Linked DNA regions of Danio rerio: region 1 is linked to region 2. The links are chromatin contacts, called in public HiCAR-type maps. All regions are on one chromosome and are shown on one strand. Each heading gives the region's core, a stretch centred on a gene start, on an enhancer-like site or on the middle of the called end of the contact. The rest is flanking DNA. Distances are from core to core; before and after follow the strand shown.

Region 1 (2,700 bases), core at 164-2,663, 190 kb before region 2:
AGATGATTTAGTATTCATAAATGTTTTATTTTGATTTATATTTTCAATAAATTGGTCTTACACCATATTTTCAGATTTGTCAAACTATATGTATTAAATCTGGTACTTTTACTATAAACCGACACATCAACCATTTGGTAGAGGTTGATATTTTAGAAATGTAAAATAAAATGCATTGAGTGTGTTAACTAGCGACATTAGGAGTTAAGAAATGCAAGGCAGTGATAGGGTTAAGACAACAACAACATACACGTGTTCAACATGAATTTCTTTAATAAATTAATATTTCAGTGACATTCCTGATTTTCTGTCAGTAAAAAGGCTCTAAATGACAATATTTTTATTTTAAATTTGCGAGAAGACCTTTTAAAAATAAAGCCATAGCTGTATAAGTCCAGTCAGGAGCGGATTTAACCAATAAGCAAGATAAGCGGCAGCTTAGGGCCCCAGGAAATCTGAGGGCCCCCAAATAAATACCTAGAAGTATAAATTACTCCTATAAATTATATTTAAATCATATTTTGTATAACAAGTGTGTCTAAAAAAATAAAAGTTTAATGTTTATTATATCTGTGCAAATGTATCCCTCAATCATGGAGAAGTCCAGCAAATTAGGTAAAGAATTACTTTTAATTTTCAGAAAATAAATAATTTAAAATGCTTACGAGATGCATTACATGTTGGTATTATTTTTGCATTAAGAAGACAAAATGTAGAAAAAGAAAAAAAATGCAAAATAAATCAATTAAAGTACAAAATGAGCATTTTAGAACTTTTGTTCCCCATGGCTGAAATTGCTTGGGCCCCCAAATCACTAAATCCTAAATCCAGAGGAAGCATAATTGTCAAGTGGTTTTTAATATGTTTCCATAGCTGTATATAAAAACTACAAATCCATAAACTCTTTAGCTTCAGCAAAAGAATGTCTACCATTAAATGTCAACAAATATGCAACATTAGCTACACACGAAAAGCAAGGTGACACAAAGTATTTTTGCTGTGTTTTGAAAATAGACCGCGCAGTGTTGCTGTTTAAACATTCAAGGTTATATTGGGTGACTTTTGTTACTTTGACAGTTTGCCTCATGAATGGTGTGGAATTGGTAACAGTGGGCTGGAACTCCAGGACTGGAGCTCGTCGCCCACTCAGATTGGATTTGTCCTCAATGAGGAAAGCGGTGTGGGGGAGAGAAATGAGGCGGTGTTTGCGCTCCACGTGGGTGAGCAGGCCGTCCTCCCGTTGGCTGTGTATATGACGTCACCACTAGCCCCTCCTTTGATTGGGCAGAGCTTTTGTGGGTGTAATCATAGCGGCACAGTGGAAGTGAGACACGGTGAAACAACGGGCATTATTATGCGTGTTTCACTGGAGTTTCTCTCCGCGATGAGAGCTGCGCTTTAAAACATAGGAACAGATATAAAGAAATATACATATATAAAGAAAAGAAGGAAAGATCGCGCTGGTTTTTGCAGTACACTGTCAACGACAAAGGACTACACTTGCAGAATATGCATTTGAATGCACTATCGGAAAAATAGAATTAAAAACTGCTGTATTTGAAGATATTAATTCGGGGGATCGCCGCAGGATCCATCACCAAACGGGAATAATCATTGGGAATATTTTTCCAATAGCTTTCCATTGAGACACCCAGCCCTATCCGCCCGCTTCCATCGACCCTGTCTCCTCTATCGTAGGCTATCGAATGGACCAGCATCCGAGCGCCCGGAGCTGCAGCAGTCGCGGAGCTGCGCCGTCCTGCGAGAGCGTCTCCGGCGAGCCCCCCATGAATTTGTACATCCACTCCACCACCGGCACACGCTTCGAGCTCTCCCTTCCCGCAGAAGAGACCGTGGAAGGGCTAAAGCGAAGACTCTCTCAAAGACTGAAAGTACCCAAAGAAAGACTCGCTCTGCTACACAAAGAAACGTGAGTAGTGGTCTGATGTGTTCCTGTTAGATTGCACGGGTTAGCTGTTTTAACAATGAGCCGGTCAGAAGGTGGCTTTGGCTGGGTTTCCTAATGGAGATTTTTTTTAGCCATGCCTATTGGCAAGCCGTTTTAGCATTTATTAATTTAAGCTAGTATGTTTTGTATGTTTTTTTTTCTTCTTATTAGTACTTACTCCAGTAGTGCCTATAGTTTGCCTTTCTAACTCGCTGGAAAAAATTCACAAGATAGCAGTGTTTATTCACTAGTTCTTATCTATTAAACATTACAGCATTTAAAGGGATAGTTCACTCATGACTGAAAATTCTGTCGTTATTTACTCACATGTTCCAAACCTGTTTAACTTTCTTTCTTCTGTTGAACACAGAATAAGATGTTTCGAAGAAAGCTGAAAACCTGTAGTAATTGTTTTCCCTATCATGGAAGTCATCGGTTGGTTACAGGTTTTCAGCTTTCTTCGGAAATCGCTTAGGGGTGAGTACGTTTTCAATTTTTGGTAAATTATCCCTTTAACTATTGTTGACACTGATAGTCATTCTAACTGTTCACTTCTGACCAGCTAATATCTATTCCAGTTTTAATAGCAACTCTTAATTTAATACTATTTTATTTTTAAAAATGAGTCATTTTGACTACTGACATAGTTATCAATTCCAGTGTTATACCGTGACTACCAATGAAATAATAATCTCTAGTATGCAAGGAGTAAGCAGTTGCTGACTATCTGAATACATTGTCGTCACTACCGG
Region 2 (2,700 bases), core at 147-2,646:
TTTTACTCAGCGGATGCCCTTCCAGCCGCAACCCATCTCTGGGAAACATCCACAAACACTCATTCACACACACTCATACACTACAGACAATTTAGCCTACCCAGCCCAATTCACCTGTACCGCATGTCTGTGGGGGAAACCGGAGCACCCGGAGGAAACCCACTTGACGCAGGGAGAACATACAAACTCCACACAGAAACGCCAACTGAGCCGAGACTTGAACCAGCGACCTTCTTTCCCCTTTAACACCAATTTTAAAATGACCATTTTTACAGCAGATAAAAATTTATTTTATCCATAGTTGTTTTTAGTTGTTAAGCACCCAAGTAATGTGCATTTTCCTTAAATTAAATTTTCACAAAGTCCACATTTGTGTAGTTTACATTGAGATGGCACATTCAAAACATTTTTGAATAGATTTAGATTTGAAAAAATAGCCCTTTAAAACCCATTTTCAAACATTTGCATTTTCAGGCTGCACCCTTGTGCTATAAGTGAATGATCAAAACCCAGACAAAGCTTTCCATTTGTAGTCAATTATCCATAAAAGTTTTGGTTTTCTGGCATCAATTTTTTCTTACAAACCATAGAAAAGCTAATCTGATTATGATTACAGATTACTTTCCCAAACTAAAGTGACAACCCCTTGAACTAAACCTCAACTTTTGCCATTTTCTGTTCACCAGGGTGAAACATTCAGCTGAGGCGTAACAAATACTCGGTTTTGAAATGATTCATGGCTCACTTGACATCAAAGGAATGTTCTGAAATGCACATATCTCGCGGCCTTCGAGAACATATATTGTTCGCCATGAACTCTCCTTCCATGAAGTGAGTGCACCGATGCTGTTTTCCATCTGCAGACAAAAGCCTGTGTGTGTGTGTGTGTGTGTGTGCTGTGAAGGCATGCAGCATGACCTGAGGGTCCGTTTCGGCGCATGACAAAACAAGCTTGAGTTCTGCATGAGGCACAGAACGGGGATCCAGGATTTGTTCCATGACTTCAAACTCTCTTTCCCCCCAATTTTTCTTTTTCCTTCCTCTCTGCAGCCGTTTTTATTTTCGTGATATAACATCATTCTCTTCCAGCATTTTTACATGATATCCCTGTTCACCCCTCTTTCGCCATTCCTTCATGAGTGGGTGGAAGGTTGAATGTGTTGGTCCAAAGGGGGCATATGAAGGTATGACTGCACTTGGCTTAGGGATTTAAGGAGGAGGGCAGCTGTTCGCTCTCTTGGTCTTTCCTGGAATGAGGTCTACCGTGCGAGGTATCAGAGGTGACGTGAAGGCCCTGCTGTAGGAAAAGAGCATAAACCTGCTTTAGACAGCTGTCGTTCGCCGGATCAGCTACTCAAGAGGCTGTCGTCTATTTGTTGGGCGCTAGATGTGAGCTGATCAATGGGAGACCCCTGCTGGTGTGTTTATGCCACTGCAGTGGCTTTGAAGAACTTAAGTGATCCAATGTACAATGTAGAGTGTGTTGTTGGATGGATGATATATATTTCAGTGCCTTTATTTATCAGGGGTCACCACAGTGGAATGAACCGCTAAATTATCCAGCATATGTTTTTACGCAGCACATGCCCTTCCAGCTACAATCCATCTGTGGGAAACACCCATACACTCTTACATTCACACACATACACTACTGCCAATTTAGCTTACCCAATTCACCTGTACCGCATGTCTTTGGACTGGTGGGGAAATCAGCGCACCCGGAGGAATCCCACACGTACACGAGGAGAACATGCAAACTCCACTCAGACATGCCAACTGACCCAGGTGGGCCTTGAACCAGCAACCTTTTTGCAGTGAGGCAATCGTGCTACCCACTGTTCCACCGTGACGCCAGATGTTATATATGTTTTATTAGATGAAATTCCGTTTTGGTGTCTGCAGCTTTAAATGTTCCAGTTCTATAAAGCATGCTGGATTCTGATTGGCTATGAATGTAGCAATAATATTGTGTCTGTATCATGGAAGTTGTGTGCATTCTATTCTTTTCAGTTTTGAATAGTTTTATTATTATTATTATTATTATTATTATTATTATTAAAATGTACTTTTATTTTTTGTATCTAATATGTGATAAAACATTTTATTGCTTAATATTGATAACATTTTTTGTCTTTTAGCATTTATTTTGGCATTTATAAATGGCTATTTTTTTCGAGATTTAAGATAAGTTGTTTGCAAAAAAAAACTGGAAATATTATTGCATTTATTATGTTATAATGTATTTTATTACATTATTCATTCATTCATTCATTTTCTTTTCGACTTAGTTCCTTTAATAATCAGGGGTCAACACAGTGGAATGAACCGGCAACTTATCCAGCTACGTTTTATGCAACAGATGCCCTTCCAGCTGCAACTCATCACTGGATATTATATTATATTATAATATATTATATTATATTATATTATATTAAACATTTATAATATATAAAAAAATTGCTAAAATTTAGAAAGTACATATTTAATGATGTTTTGGGTCATATTTTACTTTGAATTGTGTTTTAATACAGTTGTTGTTTTGATGTTTGACTTCAGCAACAACATATATTGGATAAAGCATCTCATAATTTTGATTATATTTGATAATATGCCTTTTATTTTTTGGTTTACTATTTAAGTACAAGCATGTGTAATAAAAATACAAACTATGTATCTAATTTCATGGACACCTACAGATGC

What was found. HiCAR-type assays count read pairs that join an accessible place to other places.
Region 1: a contact with region 2 is called in a HiCAR-type map of caudal fin, with 19 times the contacts expected there. The contact joins the promoter of midn here to the enhancer-like site in region 2. A contact is called at or near these places in 10 of 18 Hi-C or Micro-C datasets (caudal fin, embryo, gastrula embryo and 2 more) and 2 of 4 datasets of contacts at active chromatin or transcription factors (caudal fin and gastrula embryo).

Annotation. Positions count from the first base shown.
Region 1 is chr22:18,450,338-18,453,037 of GRCz12tu, reverse strand. midn (midnolin) reads left to right here and starts at 1,413. Exons shown (of 7, transcript NM_207052.1): 1 at 1,413-1,930. The coding sequence starts at 1,707.
Region 2 is chr22:18,261,552-18,264,251 of GRCz12tu, reverse strand. LOC141380307 (a long non-coding RNA gene) reads right to left here. Exons shown (of 2, transcript XR_012398129.1): 2 at 1-1,297. Among named protein-coding and RNA genes, the nearest start is that of cirbpb, 22 kb to the right of the region's middle. Within about 2 kb of position 1,396, at least 26 of the 62 cell types and tissues checked have an H3K27ac peak or open chromatin away from gene starts, as enhancers often do. A contact at or near this core is called in caudal fin, where this site is marked.